Regions from separate parts of the Mus musculus genome. Here all the other regions are linked to region 1. The links are chromatin contacts, called in public HiChIP or PLAC-seq and promoter capture Hi-C maps. All regions are on one chromosome and are shown on one strand. The core of a region is the stretch at or near the end of the contact, and the rest is flanking DNA. Distances in the headings are between cores, read along the strand shown. Region 1 holds the start of Ifrd2 (interferon-related developmental regulator 2). Region 2 holds the start of Arih2 (ariadne RBR E3 ubiquitin protein ligase 2). Region 3 holds the start of Dusp7 (dual specificity phosphatase 7). Region 4 holds the start of Ip6k2 (inositol hexaphosphate kinase 2).

The links. Promoter capture Hi-C pulls out the DNA fragments that hold promoters and counts their contacts. HiChIP or PLAC-seq counts read pairs in DNA pulled down with a chosen protein or histone mark. Capture Hi-C pulls out chosen DNA fragments and counts their contacts.
Region 2: a contact with region 1 is called in an H3K27ac HiChIP or PLAC-seq map of microglia, with 6 times the contacts expected there. The contact joins the promoter of Arih2 here to the promoter of Ifrd2 in region 1. A contact is called at or near these places in 1 of 39 promoter capture datasets (erythroid cells), 2 of 115 datasets of contacts at active chromatin or transcription factors (microglia and pancreatic cancer cells) and 2 of 9 other capture datasets (adipose tissue and liver).
Region 3: a promoter capture Hi-C map of adipose tissue shows a contact between it and region 1, with 2.5 times the contacts expected there. The contact joins the promoter of Dusp7 here to the promoter of Ifrd2 in region 1. A contact is called at or near these places in 4 of 39 promoter capture datasets (the HPC-7 cell line, cranial neural crest, liver and 1 more), 1 of 115 datasets of contacts at active chromatin or transcription factors (acute myeloid leukemia) and 2 of 9 other capture datasets (adipose tissue and liver).
Region 4: a contact with region 1 is called in a promoter capture Hi-C map of erythroid cells, with 11 times the contacts expected there. The contact joins the promoter of Ip6k2 here to the promoter of Ifrd2 in region 1. A contact is called at or near these places in 3 of 39 promoter capture datasets (erythroid cells, liver and pre-B cells) and 3 of 115 datasets of contacts at active chromatin or transcription factors (double positive thymocytes, fetal liver and pancreatic cancer cells).

Annotation. Positions count from the first base shown.
Region 1 is chr9:107,585,933-107,589,791 of GRCm38.p6, reverse strand. It overlaps Ifrd2 (interferon-related developmental regulator 2), which reads right to left and starts at 2,074. Exons shown (of 12, transcript NM_025903.2): 1 at 1,846-2,074. The coding sequence starts at 1,903. It overlaps Hyal3 (hyaluronoglucosaminidase 3), which reads right to left. Exons shown (of 4, transcript NM_178020.3): 3 at 3,321-3,410; 4 at 2,433-3,217. The coding sequence ends at 2,966.
Region 2 is chr9:108,648,108-108,652,128 of GRCm38.p6, reverse strand. It overlaps Arih2 (ariadne RBR E3 ubiquitin protein ligase 2), which reads left to right and starts at 2,721. Exons shown (of 16, transcript NM_011790.5): 1 at 2,721-2,900.
Region 3 is chr9:106,366,325-106,370,513 of GRCm38.p6, reverse strand. Dusp7 (dual specificity phosphatase 7) reads right to left here and starts at 1,882. Exons shown (of 3, transcript NM_153459.4): 1 at 1,191-1,882. The coding sequence starts at 1,716.
Region 4 is chr9:108,782,192-108,786,149 of GRCm38.p6, reverse strand. Ip6k2 (inositol hexaphosphate kinase 2) reads right to left here and starts at 2,338. Exons shown (of 6, transcript NM_001379600.1): 1 at 2,280-2,338.

The sequences.
Region 1 (3,859 bases), core at 825-3,324:
CTGAAACCTGGGACTTGAATTAGGAAGCAGAAAAAAAGGGAAGAAAGCCTATCTGCTAGAGAACACAGGAGCTAGGCCTACTCAGGGACAACCTGGCAGACTCGGCGAGTGGGAACTCCAGGAAGGCATAGCCTTTGTTTTTCCTCTCCCAGATAGGGTTTCTTTGTGTAGCGTCGGCTGTCCTGGAACTAGCTCTGTGGACCAGGCTGGTTTTGAACTCACAGAGATCCACCTGCCTCTGCTTCTCCAGTGCTAGGATTAAAGTCGTGTGCTATCTCTGCTTGGTGGACACAGTCTGCTTTAAGGACAGCAGGAACCACAGAGTGGCAGAAGGGACTGGGATGAGTCCCAGGGAGGCCTTTGGCCCACTTTAGGTTATGGTCAAAAGTAGATAATGTAAAGGTTAGGGCTCAGGTTATAGAACTAGGCAGACTCAGGGGTTTAAACCGAGCCTAGGTCTTATGTTCTCCATTGGGCTATACCATTAGTGCCCCCTGCCCCTCATTAGGGCAGAGGTAAAATTTGACCAGTTGCCCAGCCTCTACGGTGTGGACAACAAAGTACGCCCCTCGGTCTAGCAGGTAAAGACATGTAACTGGCAATAGCTCTGCTCCAGGCCACGGCACTCACTAGGCTACCAACTCTGGGAGCAGCAGAGGCCCAGGTCCCTGTGGGTGTGCTGGGCACTCTGTGTTTCAAATATATTGTTTTCTGAGCTTCCTTTGGTCCACTCAGGGCCACCAACTTTAGGTATAGACACGATGGTGCCTCTGAGCCTTGGAAGACCAGAAGAAGCTCTTGACCGGGTGTCTGAAAAAGTAAACATAGGGACTCTCAAAGTGTCAGTAGGGCAGGAACAGAGAGACGGCCTGTGAGCTCTCTCCAGGGCTGAAGACTGGCCTTAAATAGGGCAGCTACTATGGTAGGCACCCTGGACAGGTTCTGACCCAGTAGGAGTCCTTACACCTTAGGGACCACTAACATTACTTGCTTGTAAAAAAACGTTCAGCCCACACGTTGATTTCTGTTCACCTCTTCTCTTACTATCCTACTTGTCAAAACTGCCCGGACGGTCTCATCTGCCGCACTGTATTGTGGTCCCTTTGGCTGCTGGGCCCTTGCGCCAGATTCTTTACCGTCTCAGAAGCTCCCCTCACAGGGCCTGCCATAATTCTAAGACCACTCTCGGTAAGTATATGCTTTCAGTACTAGTTCTTGTGGAACTGTCACCACCCTATTAAATGCCCCGAGACCCAAGCCACATTAAAGTGGCTGTCAGGTCAAAAATATGCTGGGCAGGCACTCTTTTTCAGCAGTTGTTTGTTTAATGCAACAGGTCATGCTTCTGGTTGAGTCTGATAAGAAGTCTCCAGGCTGCTTCGGTCTCTCTGGATGTCCTCCCGGTCTCTAGTCCAATTGACAGGGCCCCAATTCTCTACCTTTCCAATCACACTTCCCCGTTTTACAGAACAGACAAGGTCTCTCTGCTAATTTCCTTGTGCAGCCTACCAAATGCACTACTAGTATTTGGCAAAAGGGTTGGCTTCACGCTCTTTCTGGTGTGGTTTTCTACCCCAGTAGCGATGGGAAAACCTAGGTCCTTAATGCTGGTCAAGTCATCGTTGCGGCGCGGGATTTCGAAAAACAGCTGGCAATGTGCTCAAGTGAGGCGCACACGTGGCCAATGCCAGCTGGGGCACGTGCGAGCCTTAGCAGAGTTCTGGGAGGTCACGCTGGGCTGATCTGGGAAGATTCATCAACTCAGGTCCCTCAATGACATCGAAGGGGAATCACGGAACACCCCCGCTCACTACTGAACAAGTCTACTGGAGCCCCCGGACTCACCTCCTCCACGGCGCTGACCGCCCTTGCGGAGCGCATTGCCCTTCCGAGCACGAGGCATTCCTGGAACCGAGAATTGGGAACACGGGAATGGGGCGCGGGGTCAGGGACCCGGAGGGCGGGGACTCCAAACCAGCGAAACGCTGGCCCGTGTGCTGAGCTGAGACTGGCGAGGACGACAGGAGCCACACGCCGCGCGCGCCACCATCTTCGTGAGGCGCCCCGCCCTGTCAAATGGGTCGCTGGGAAGGTGAGTTCCCGGCCACCAAGTTCAGATCCACATACACGCGGCCGAAACTACTATCCCCAGGCATCAGCGTACACAGATTAGCACCGCCCAAGTTGTGCGCAGTGCACGACGGGAGTAGTAGTCCATTCCGGAGACACATAAGCCGACGCCGCTCTAGCTAAACTATGTACCCACAATGCCCTGCGTACCCACTTCGCCCCTCCTTCCCCTACCCCCGCCCGCGCGGTTCATAGTTAACTCAGTAGTTTCCTTTCTCACTAGAAGCGTCTGCAGGGCCTGATAACGAAGCACCTGCTTGGAGGCGCCAGGTTTGGCCCTAGATAGAATGGTGAGGACAAACTTCAAGTAATGAAAGAGTGACTTTATGGATAAAAATACAGATAATAGCTTAGCGTTTAACAGACCTTAGCTTAATTTTTTTTGGGGGGGATGTGTGTTGGGAGGCATGTAGGGGTTGTCTGAACCTAGATTTTACTTCTCTATAGATACGCTGGGGTATAGGAACAAAGTCCTAGGCTAGTCACCTTAAATGCCTGGAACTGACCCGGAAGCTTCTTTTTTTTTTTTTTTTTTTTTTCTGAGACAGGGTTTCTCTGTATAGCCCTGGCTGTCCTGGAACTCACTTTGTAGATCAGGCTGGCCTCGAACTCAGAAATCGGCCTGCCTCTGCCTCCCGAGTGCTGGGATTAAAGGCGTGCGCCACCATGCCCGGCTCCTCAGGAATTTCTATGGAAGTTGTATTGGTGGAAGTGGGATATGTACTTGGGAAAGTCCCATAAGCTAAACAAAGCATAAAGGGGAATTCCTCTAGGACTGGGAAAATGACAGCAGGGTCAAGTAGCAAAGGCAGGGACTCCTGACTCTATGTTGGGCTCAGGGTTTAGGCTCCAGGCAGGTAGGGCCAGCCCAACCCGAATAACAATGGCATCTGAAGGAATTCCAAGCTCCAAGACTGTCATCTGGCTGCAGATGTAGAAAGGCTTCCATTTGTCCTGGGTCTTTCCGGGCACATCGACCATGGCCATGACATCGCTGGTGACTGCAAGCCATGGCAGCCTTGGTCACATTGATCACATAGGGGCCTAAAGTGCCCACTAAGTAGTCATGGAGACGCCAGCACTTTTCCTACACAGAGAAAAGATAGGTCAAAGCTCCTTTTCTATGACTTGGCATGGCTTCTCCCCTATCTTGGGGCTCCAGCATGTGCACGATGAGGGGCAACGCTCACCTCAGAGCTAGAGAAGCTCAGGTCCCCCCAGAGTACCACTCCAGCTGTTCCCAGTGCGGCACTCACTCCAATAGTCTGCATCAGGTCGTCCTGCAGGCAGAGAACTGTTAAGCCCAAGCTTGACTGGCCAGATCCATCAGGGCCCAACTTTACCACGACACCATTTGGTTTACTGCTATGATTCTGCCTCTAGAGTAGAGCGCTTTTAACAGAGCCTCTAAGTAATTTCTTAGAACTTCCATTCAGAGAATAACAGTCCTTAGACCAGGGACCACTGATATCTCCCAGTACATCACCATACCTCCCTAGTCCAGGACAGGGTCTTTTTGTTGTTTTGACTTTCAAGACAGGGTTTCTCTGAGTAGCCCTGGCTGTCCTGGAACTTGCTCTGTAGACCAGAATGGCCTCAAACTCACAGAGATCCACCTGCTTCTGCCTCCCCAGTACTGGGATTAAAGGTGTGCATTACCACTGCCTGGACTAGGATAGGGTCTTTTTTTTTTTTAATTAATTAATTAATTTATTTATTTATTTTTGGT
Region 2 (4,021 bases), core at 1,472-3,971, 1.1 Mb before region 1:
AACTGTCCCACAGTACCTACAGTGAAACGGGGTTGGAATTGGTCCCGGGACTCCAAACCAAAACCCAAGGTTCCATGAGGTCTCTCATACAAAATGGGACTTGATAAGTGAGCACCCACATTCTGTAGTTTGCAGGTAAAATACTTCTACAGACGGACCGTTCCTCTCTAGTACTCACTGCAGTGGGTCTGTTACCAGTAACTCAAAGTCATCACTGGAAACTAGTTTTCAGGAAATATGATTTGGATCCTTCACAGGGACCATCGTGATATGCATATGTTTTGTCAACTCAAGTACCCAAGTTCACGGCTTGTCCAGATTTGTGTTCTATTGCTGTGATAAAGGCTATGACAAAAAGCAATTTGAAGAGGAAAAAATTTATCTCATCTTTTAGCTTATAGTCCCTCATAGAAGGAAATTAGGGCAAGAACTTGAGGCAGAAACCTAAGCAGGGATAAGGGAAGAGCATGGCTCACTAGTTTGATCCCATGGATTGCTCAGCCTGCTCGCTCTCACTTGCTTGAGCGCTCTCTCTCTCTCTCTCTCTCTCTCTCTCTCTTTCTCTCAAGATATAGTCTCTCTGTGTAGCCCTGGCTGTCCTGGAACTTGATTCACAGACCAGGATGGTCTTGCTGGAACTCAGAGCTCTATCTACCTCCTAAGTGCTAGGATTAAAGGCATGTGCCACCACTGCCTAGCTTTAGTTTCCAATCTTTTACTGCCAGGACCACCCATCCAGAGATGGCACTGTTGATAGTGGGCTGGATCCTCCTACATCAATCATTAATCAAGAAAATGTCTTCGTTACAGGCCAATTTAATGAAGACATTTTATCAATTGACGTGAATCTTCTCTGTAAAAGCAAGTGGCACAGTTTTTTTGTTTTGTTTTTTTGTTTTTTGTTTTTTGAGACAGGGTTTCTCTGTATAGCCCTGGATGTCCTAGAACTCACTCTGTAGACCAGGCTGGCCTCAAACTCAGAAATCTGCCTGCCTCTGTCTCCCAAGTGCTGGGATTAAAGGCGTGTGTCACCACTGCCCAGCTACTTTTTTTGTTGTTGTTAAAGATAATTACTGATCATGTACCTCTGGCTGCCTTGTTGGGCAGCCTGGCACTTAGTATGTAGACCAGGTTGGCCTGGAACTTACTTTCTTTTTTTTTTTTTTTTTTTTTCTCTGTGCAGTCCTGGCTGTCCTGGAACTCATTCTGTAGACCAGGCTGGCCTTGAACTCAGAAATCCACCTGCCTCTGCCTCCCGAGGCCTGGAACTTTCAATGATTCCCCTAGCCTTTGCACCCCAAGTGCTATTCTTGTTCTAGCGACTTTCAACATTTGATTACCCCTGATTTTGATTCATGACCCAAATTTGTAGATATTTTAAGTAGATTGTGTGGCTGCACACATGTGAGTTTGTAAGTTTTAGGTCTGTACAGAGCTTCAGGTTATCCAGGGATATATAGTGAGAACTTTTCTCAAAAAAGAAAAAAAAATTTTTTTTTTAATTTTCTGTTTACAAGTATGTGTGTGCCGGAAGAGGTTCAAAGAGGGCTTCGGATCCCCTGGACATTATCAATAGTGGGCAAGGACCTCAGGTTTCTGGAGAGAACAGCAAGAGCTCTTAATGGCCCAGCCAACTCCCAAGTCTCTTCAGTTATATTTTTTCCAAGAATTACATAAAAGAGGCTATTACACGGTCTTTTTTCTTTCTGCCTCACTTTTCCGGGTGTCTTGAATACCAATACATACACTCCAGAAAAGGTAGAACTAGGTTATCTACAGATTTGCACGAACATTGATTTACCTCACAGTGCCTCTGGCTTCACTCCAGTAATTAACATCTCGATGGAGTTGCTACTTGAGCGAGCCTCCTATCAGTCCACAACAAGGCTTGGTGACCAGAACTTGGTGACTGGAGTCCTAATGCAGTCTATATCGTGGGTAGAAGTTGTGCAGCGAAACACTTACGATGTATGAATCTCTGGGTCTGGTAATCTAGCAAGGCAAACCAGCCTTGGCTATATAGTGAGTTGCTTCTAAATATAACCACACCAAACAAAAAATACCCGTCGTGAAGGTGAGTGGAAGTCGGAGAAGTGGGTGGCTAGGGGGATAGTGTCATGAGAAACTAAAGTCTGATTGCTCATGGGCCAGAACTTCCTCCTAACGTACGTAGAAATTCCGAGTATGGCTCATGTCAAACCATAGTTGCCCGGAAACTATGATCTTTTTAACCTACTCCAGTGTTGCCAGAATGTCTTCTCACGCTGTTCGTCAGAGTATAAACAGTGAAGTGGGTAGACGTCTGGTCAGGGGAAAAAAAAAAAAAAAAAGCTAAAAATACCTCATCTAAGGGTCTGATGGCTCAGTGGGTAAAAAGCGCTTACTGCCACGCCTGACAAGTGTTTGATCCTCGAAACCCACATGGTGGAAGGAGAAAAACTGCTCCCGGAAAATTGTCCTCTGACCTCTTCTGCACGCGAGCCGTGCGACACACACAAAATACACGCAAGAAAACCTAAAACTAACTATCGAATAAAGACACTGGTAGGCTATAACGCAGGAAACAAATTCCTACATCATTCCTTCAAAAGCGAACGCTCAGTAGTTCCTCCCAGGGGCTCTCGCTAGAGGATGGTGAGGAAGCGATTCCAACCGACTACGCAGTCGTCAGAAGCCTGGGAGCCTCCAGGGCGACCGCAGGTCGACCCCTACCGGAAGTGACGCGCGGCGCAGAACACTTCCGGAGCTGCGGGGGACGGCTCTGCCGGAGGAAGCTGCGCGGGCCTGAGCCGCGTCCGCCGGCTGCCTCCGCTGCCGCTACGCCTCCGTCAGCCTGGTTTGGTCTGGCTTGACCTGGTCCGGCCGGCCTGGGCTCTGCGGCCGCGAGGTCGCGGCTCCCGGTAAGTGCGCGGCGGGAGTCGAGGCCTTGTTTACTCTTGACTGGCCGCCGGGAGGGGGGGGATCCCCGCGCGTTTCGCCGGCGCGGTCCGGGCTCCGCCTTCGCCGCCGCTTGCGAGGCCGGGCCGTCCCAGGTCCCGACGTTCCCCGCCGACTGATAGGCACTCCCGGAGGCGACAGCCCGCGCCGGCGGGTGCCTGGCGTCTCTCCTGGGTTCCTCTTCCTCGTTGGCTCTTTAGCTCCCCGAGAGGTCGGAGGCCAGGGCCTCTGGCCCGCGAGGCTCGGGTGCGCTCGGGCCTGCCCTTCTGGGCGCTCCAGGCGAACGCACCGCCTCGGAGGCTCCCCGTTTCTCTGGTGGTTGGGAGCTTTGGCAGCGCCAGCCGCACTGTTTGTTAACGCCCGTCCTGGGAAAGGGCCTCCCCGCGCGTGGGTTCCGTGTCCGCGCGAAGACCGGGGCGCCTCGCAGAGACGTGCGACCGGTCACGCCCGACGCCACTGGTCTAGCCTCAAGAGAGGCGGTGGTGTTCTCGGACGAGCTCGCCTTAGTTCTTCTGTTTGTTACTCTGTCTCGTAGAACTTTCTGTCGGCGACGAACACGTTCTAGACCTTTGCTGTTCAGTATGGTAGCCATTAAGCCACACACGGCTTTCGTGTTGACATGTATGTAGTTAGTATATCTGAGAAACTACATTTGACTTTTTAAAAGTAAACTAACTTTCAATAACTCCATGTAATCGGCGGCTACCTGCCATTATTAGGACAGATGCGGTGTCGAGTTGGTTGTTTTTAGACAGTGTCTACATAGTCATGGCTGTCAAGGAACTCACTGTGTAGACTGGGCCGAACTCGAACTCACCTGCTTCTGCCTCTCAAGTGCTGGCATTGAAGGCTTGCACTACCACGCCCGGGATGCTGCTGAGTTTTTAAACAAGTTGCTGATTCATATTTTTCAGCCAAGAAGTTTTCTTCGAAATGTAGTTAATAAATGACTACTGAGGGCCAAGTGTTACAACTGGAGTTAAACATCTGTGCGACTAGCCAATTTTTTTGTGTTCCTGTCAACTTCAAACTAAAAGGTCTTTATCCTTTTGTATGTGGCCATGTCTTGGAAACCAGCTCAAAA
Region 3 (4,189 bases), core at 633-3,132, 1.2 Mb after region 1:
GTTAAGGGAACTGAGGCTTTGAGTGGGTTCTGTAACTGTTAAAGTATACTGGCCCTATGGCTTGATATAGAGCACCTGAGGTCAAGTACCAGCTCCTTTCTCTTCCATACCTCCCACATACATCAACACACCTGAGTGCTTGCTCAGTAGTGGCCAATGGGCAAAGAAAGGCCAACAAACCCATCGCAGGCCAGCACCTGTAGGTCAGCAAACCCCTATTCCAAAGAGAGAGGAGCCAGAACACCTATGGGCCTGTCAGAGGCAGAGTCCAAGCAACCACACTTGGGGAGGGTGGTGTGAAGTCCCTTTCCCCAGCAAGAGGGGAACCGGGTACTAGCGATTCACCTTCCCTGGACAAGCACCCGACACACTGCATGTGACTCAAAGAGAGGGGCCACGGGGGCTAGACAAGGACAGGAGAGACAAGGAACACCATGAAGCTAGACATGGCCCTGCGGCACCCGAGGGTGCCGCAGGACTCCCCTCCCCTCCCAGCCTGTCTGCTGCCAGCAAGAGGCCATTTTGGAATGTTAATTGGAAACACCGGCTGCAGCCAATAGCTCCCCTCACCCCCTGGCCCGCAGGCAAGCTGCCTGTCTCCCCCTTCCATAAACTCAGGGGCAGCGAACTGAGGCCCATTCCCCATTCCCCAACACACACACACACTCACACCTGGGCCACTGCCCACACATCTGCAGAAGTGCCTCCAAGCCGTGATTCTGATTGATAGGGGCCATAGTGGGATCCCAGAGAAACCATCATAAACGGGCCCATGCACTGGAGGGTGGGTGATACTGAAAAAGGTACCTTCCCGATCCTATCTTCCTAATGACATAAATTCCTGTGGGCCCTGCTCTTTTCTGGGTTCCAGTACCGATCTCTCCCTTCCTCCGAGCTCAACTGGAGCCTGTGCGCTGTTGTCTACCCATCCACAGAGAAAAAAATTAAATAGGAAAGGGAAAGTTTGTTTCAGCCACTGAACGGTGCTGAGAAAGAGAACACAGATCGGGTTCCCTGTGCCTGGCTAAATCCACACCTTAGGGGATGGCTCCCAGAAGGGCGGATTCGGACCAGGGGCGACGTGGCGCCCGGCCTGGCCAAGCGAGTGGAAAGGAAACAGCCTGCAGCGAGGGCGCCAGGGAGCAGAGGCGCAGCCCCAATACCGCCTGGGGTCTAGGTTCTGTCCTCACCTTGGAGGTAGTAGGCCTGGCAGCCGTCGTCTCGCAGCTTCTGCAGGAGCAGGCCGAGAACGGAGGCGGGGGCGCCGGGCTCGGGCTGCCACTCCGCCGTGGCCTCGTCGTAGAGCAGCACGGTGGCCGCCTTGCAGCGCGTGGCGAAGCGCTCCTTGTCGGCATGGTTGGGAATGATGGAGCGGATGGGCAGGTTGCCTTTGCGCAGGCGGCGCAGCATGAGACCCGGGATGGCCAGGTTGATGGCCGTCTCAATGTGCGACGATTCGAAGAGCTCGTGCGGCCGGCAATCTAGCAGCAGCAGGGACGCGCCACCGCGCGCCTCCAGCTCCTCCTGCAGCCACTCGGCGCTCTTGCAGGGCATGGCCCCCGCTCCCGTCGTCGCTCCCGCTCCGATGCCTGCGCCGGACCCAGATCCCGCACCGGGCTCCGACCCCGCCCGAGTGCCCCCAGCCGCCGCCGCCGCCGCCGCCCCCGAAGTCGACATGTGCGCCCGCACTGGGGGCCCGCGGAGCTGGTTTTTCATGGGGATCCCGGGGCCGGGGCCGGGGCCGGGCAACCCAGCCCTGGGACGGCGCCCCGGCCGCGCTGGCCCCAGCCGCGTCTCCGGGCGCCCGCCTCCCGCCGAGCCGCGCGCCCGCCGCCCCGGCCTCCCAGCCTCCGGCCTCAGTCCCGCCCGGCCGGCCCTCCGCGCGTGCCGCGGCCTGACAGCCCCAATTAAACCGCGGCTCCGGCGGCCGCGCGCCCGGGCGTCCTCCGGGAGGCGGGGCCGTGAGGCCGGCGCCTGGGCTTAAAGGCACCGCGCCTCCGCAGCCCCTCCCCCGCAAGCGGCGCGGGAGCGCCCTCGGCCGGCTCCTACGGGCCCGCCTAGCCGGGACCTGGCTACCACCTGCCCAGGGGCGAGCCAAGGCGGCCTCGCAGATCTCTGGCTGAGCGCCTACATCTGTGCCTTGCAGAAAGGCTGCACTGGGACCCCACCTAACATTTACAGAAGCAGAATTTCTTCAGGATTGGGGGCAGGGGGCGGTCACCCAGAGCCAGTCTTCCCTCCTCTTGTCTGTTATCCTCATTCATTCTCTGATAGCGTTCATTCAACAAATGGAAACTGAATTCCTACTACGTGTCGTGCTCTGTGTTAGGCGGTCTTAGTTTCAGATGACCGCATCATCCCAACCCTTGATGGCCATAGGTTCCAGACCTGAGTTGGAGGGTCTGCTGAGGGAATAGGTGACTTGGGTTGGGGGGGGGGTGTTCAAGGACCGCTCTCGCAAATCGCAGGCAGAAGTGGAGGAATTCTGAAAGGACCAACCCTGGGTAAGGGAACGCGAGCTCTTTAAGAAAGCTTTTACAAGTGCGGTGGTGACTGGCCCGGAGTGAAGCGCCACGTGACTTTCCTATTGGGGCGGGTAGGAGGGAGGGAGCGCTCCATAATCAGCTTCCCTTCGCCTACCTCTCTCTCCAGGCACCAATCAAGTTTCGCGGTAGGCGGGCACGCGCTCGGCAGATAGTCAATCGCCGCCGAAAGAGGCTGCGGGGAAAGGAGGCGGGTCCCGCGGCGGGTCCACCCAGCTGGAAGTGGGCGGGGCCTCGTCCAGCGTGCTGTTCGGGCTCTCAGGCGGGTGGGGCTCAGGAGGTACGTGGCTCTGCAGGTAGGGCTCAAACAAAGCGGCAGGACCGACCGCAAGGTTTTGACCAGACCAAGGCGGTCTTTCCTTGGAGGGAGCTGTTCCTCCCAAGCCCCGAGTGCATTCTCTTAACAGGCTGGGGATCCCAACTTGAGGCTTAGTCCCTCACTCCGTCCCGGGCTAGTCATCTCTGAGCCAACTTGACCCTAACCCGGGATTGCGGTGTCAGGGGTGTCCGATCGGGCTACAGTTTCAATCTCCATCTCCCAATTAAATGTTCTCCCCCCTCCCTTTTTTTCTCAGCCGCAGGAGCCCTCTTCTACATTCGCTTAGAGAAAGGCCACAGTAGGGCAGCCAGGGAGGGTCTTGTCAGGAGGGGTTGTAGATATAAAGAGCTGACCCTTTTGTGAGTACTGTCCTGGACACAGCTGGTAGACAGCTTCCAGAGGCCAAGTGTTAAGTCCCAATCTGTCCTGCCAATTGGTGATGTGTGGTATATCCTGAGTACCAGTCTCCCTTCTTGGTTTCAGTTTTGCTAAGCGCTAAGCAGTGGTGACCGGGTTTCCTGTGTACTCTTGGCTGTCCTGGAATTCTCTCTGTAGCCTAGGCTGGCCTGGGTGCCTCTGCCTCCCAAGTGTTAGGATTAAAGGTGTGCACCATCACCTCTCGGCTTCTTTTAAATTTTTTAAAAAGATTGAAGTGTTTTCTCTATTTGAATGTCCATGGATCACAGAGGCCAGAAGAGACGGTAGGATCTCACAGAACTAGGATTACAGATGATTGTGAAGCGCTGTGTGGTGCTGCGAATCAAACCCAGAGAGAGACCTTTCTCTTTAGGAAAGATGGGCTCAGCTGATTTCATGATTTCCTAACATGCTGTTAGGGAGACATCCCCCCCAGAGGGACAAGCCAGAGTCACATTAACAAGAGTCTCCTGCTGTCCTCAGGCAAGGCTGGGTCCCATTGTGTGCAGACATGCTTGCTTCTGAGGGTCTCTGAATGGAAGGTGGGGAGAACTGGCTAGGTTCTGCCCAGTGATGGCTCCATTGAAAGAAGACATCTTTTGGGTGCACCCATAGTTCCACCCCATGCCCTAGAGAAAGGCTAGAGAGCCTGCCATTCCTTACATTAGCCATGATGTCTCACTGGCTGGCTTTCTCCCCTCTGGAGTCCCTCAAAGGGACACACACCTGCAGGATGCTGGAAACTGGAGCGGGCCCCCAGTGGGGGAGGGGTGTACTTGAGTAAGTATGGAAAAAGCATCAGAGTTTGGATGAGGGAGGCCATATGGGGAGGGGTTGACTATGGAGACAAAGAACAGCAAAGGCAGCCTGTGAGAGATGCTGGCAGGATCAGGGCCTCCACCCACCCAGG
Region 4 (3,958 bases), core at 1,089-3,588, 1.2 Mb before region 1:
ACAACTGTAGTCCCATGGGATCTCATGCCCTCTGGTGTACATATATAAGGACAAAATACCAAAAAAAAAAAAAGCCAGGTGTGGCTCAGGACTATAACTTGAGAGGTAGAAGTAGGCAGATATCTTGAGTTTGAGGCCAGCTGGACTACCAAACAAGTTCCAGGACAGCCAGGGTGACACAGAAAAACTCTGTCTTAAAAAAATAAGATAAAAATAAAAACATGCTTTAAAATGTAATCATACTAAAGTCATTTTCTATCGTAAAAAATGTGGTCTATTTGTAAGACAGTCATTCCATGATATGAAATAATTTCCCTTGCCAGCAGTAAGGGCAAATACCTCTAATCCTGGCACAAAGAGGCAGGGGCAGGCAAATCTATGAGCTCAAGGCCAGCCTGATCTATACATAATGAGTTCCAGGCCAACCAGAGACCCTGTCTCAAACAAGCAAGCAAGCAAACAAACCAACCTCTTCTCTTAACAGGGAAAACCAGGCCCCAGTGCATTCTCTTTATGAGCCAACAATGGAAATTTTTCACCTCAACAAGCTGGCCTCAGGAAGGCTCAAACTCATCCTTGTTGCCTAGATACCAGTGACATCTCTGGGGCTTACAAAAAGGCCCTGCCATCCTCTGCAAGGGCCCTGCCATTCATCAGTCAGCAATGACTCCTGGCACATTCTAATGTTCAGATACTTGGTTGTAAAGACCAAAATCTGTCTCCTAGGAAACTCTAAAGCGTCAAAGAAATACGATAAACTGGTTTCAACAACAGTAACAGGTCTAGTCCTGCTACTGACACACTTGAATTCTACTCTTAAAAGAAAACTAGAATACAGGTAAACCAGTCTGAGTTACACTCAATAGTTTAACCAACTTGATCTCCAAAAAGATTTAGTAGGCAGTCAGATGGCCTGTTCACACCAAACATAAGTACTCATTTTGTATTTCTATCTGTGGATAGCTGCTAAAATTAAAACAAAACCCTACAATTACACTCTCCACGGCAACAACTTGGTAAATAAGCATCTCCCATCTCTTAAAATGTTATCCCAGGGAAAGTGCAAATACAGCAAACATTTTAAATACTGAAAATCAACAACAATGCTGTCAACAAGGAAGGTCCTTTAAATTTTTCAAAATGTTTGTCTGCATCATATTTGCTGTTTCAAAACTGCCAGGGCTTCTTTCTTTTGGATCTTTTTATTTTCATAAATATTTATTAGTTGACAATTCCAAACATGTATACAATGTATTTTGACCATATCCATCCCCCTGGTCCCTTCTTATCCCCCTCCCACTGCCTCTGGATCCCTTCAGTACTTTTTCTTACAAATATTCGAAATTATTTTGTTCTTGCTCTATGTACATTTCTGCTAACAAAATGTTTATTTACATGCGATGACTAGCTCTATTTCCTTTCGCGTGTAAGAAGAGCCCTAGATTTCACCAGTTCCTACATTTTTCCCCATTTTCCCGCTAGTACAGCTTTCTTGATATTTGATAGAAATTAAAATCCTAAAAACGAATCAAGTCATTAGGAAGGATGCAGAAGATAGATGCAGTCTTGTTATCAAATATGAATAAAATCCCACTCGTGGTAGGAGCATCAGCATAAGAAGAAGAAAAAAGAAGACACCTTCTGATCCATTTTAAGATCTTAAAGGAGAAGAAGGGGAAAAAAAAAAAACCAATAAGGTTGGATGCGCAGATCACCCTCTCCCCCGCCTTTCCGGGATCAAAGAGGAGCTGACTGGCACAACTGACGTTCAACACCCAAAATGGCTGCACATCTGCAGGCCCAGGTAACAACAGTACCTGAGGATCCGGGCTGACCCTTCCATCCAAAGATAAAGACCCCATCCTCAAAGACCAGGGAGATCGTGGCCGGGGGACCTCTGTGAGACCAGAGATCCTGTCCTCCACCGGAAGACCCAGGGAGACCGCTTCAAAACCGGAGAAAGACACTGTCGTCGTCCCCCGCCCCCTCCCCTCCCCCGGTTCCGGGAGACCCTCCAATGCCGGGGGGAAGATTCTGCCCCGTCTCGGTGGGCAACGCTACTCTCCCCAGTAACTGCAAGGTACAATGGCCCCCCGTAAATAGGGAAGGGATGACTACACAAAAAAAGGGGGAGACCGCTTCTCAATGACAGCCATAGGACCCCCTTCACAAACCCAAGCCTCCCAGGGATCCCGGAGCCCGGCCGCTACCAGCACCGAAAACCTCTTCCCCTGAGCCCCGGGGTGACAGGGCCACGGGCCGGGCGGGGCGGGCGTTACCTGCGGCCACAGCCCAGTCCCGCGACGCTTCCGTCCTATTGTTTCTCTTCCACCAAAATGGCTGCGGCCGCGCTCAGCCCCGCCCCCCAACCTCGCTCCCAGGGCCCCTCGCTATTGGCTCGCACCCGAAGCCGCGCAAGCGGACTGGGCGGCCTGGAAGACTGTTGCTAGGGCGCCGGGATTCGCTTGGGGCGGCTTCCTGAATGGGCAAGGGGCGGGAAGAGGCGGGGCGTTGTCCTGAGTGAGGAGGGTGGCCAGTCTGTTCTGGAGTTGAAGTAACTGATGGGCTGTGTGCCAAATGGATCGATTGCAGGATGCCTAGGGTAAGGGTGGATGGACAGACAGTCCTGGTTTGCCCCGCACTGGGGAGTTTCCTAGGATACAGGAATGTCAAGGCCAGTATTCATTCTGTGATAAACTGCAAAGCTGGTCAACCTAGCAGATGGATGGACAGAACTACATGTCGCTAAGATGGATAAAGGGATAGCAGCAGGGAACAGAGAGAATGACTACAGACGATAGACAAATACATGGCTCTATAGGAGGCCAGTAAGACGGCTCAACAGGTCAAGCCGTTGCTCTGTTTCTCTCTGGCTCTTTGTCTCTGTCTCTCTCTCACTCACAAACACACACTCACACCACACACACTATAATAATTTTTAAAAAATGTTTAGACAGGTGAACAGATGAGTGGACAGACAGACAAGATAAAAGCCAATAGAAGTCTGATCAGAGGGATGTATAGGGTCCTCGGTAAATTGATAGGTCTGGAGCATAGAGCTCATCCAAGACTCCTTTGTCTGGAGCCTGTGTCATTCAGAAGGTCTCCTGCATGAGTGAACGAGTGTCAGCGCAGCCAGGAAAGGCAAGGAGCACGATGGGAACCATGGGCATGGGATGACCTCCTTCTTGGCTATTGGCCTTTCTGTAAAGGATGCCAGAGTTGTAACCCTGCATCCTGGGCATTAGCAAAGATGTAGCTCATAGGTTTTTAAAACTGAAGTATTTATTAAGCACCTACACTCTGCAGTGAGTGCAGTAAACAGATTTTTTTAATCCCTGCTTTCTAAAGGTGGACAAGAGAAACTCCTATTACCAACAGGTTCCTCTTGGAATCGCCTTCCCTTGAGGCCTTCATGGCTCTGTGTTCAGTTCTGTCTAGTTTTTCTTTTTCACATTTTTTCCTCTCTGTCTATACCCACTTACCCCGGGTCGTGGTTTTGTTTTTAAAATATTAACTAATTGAGTCCAGATCCCTCTCTGTAGCCCAGGCTGGCCTCAAAATTAAGGCAATTCTTCAGCATCAACCTTCCTCTTACTGGGATTACAGGCATGAACCGAGAGGCCCAGGTTTCAGGTTTAAATGCCAACTTCATGTTAATCGACCCCAAAAGTGTTTGCCCAGTTCAGGCTCTTCCTGGTTCAGTGTTCAGCTGTTGATAGACAGCCTGCCCTCTGGCTGTGTGTGTTCCTTGACTGTTTCCGTATGGCTGTTGTCGTATTGTTTGTTTTGCATTCATCTGTTGTGCCAGGAGCTTGTGCTGTCTCAGGAACACACCACTTTTTGACATGACCGTGATTTGAGTACCTAAACCCCTACAAGTCTCTCTCCAGATCAGTGTCACAGTTCCCGCCCAGCCCCCTGTTGACCTTGCTGCCTTCAGCCCACTCTCCATCTA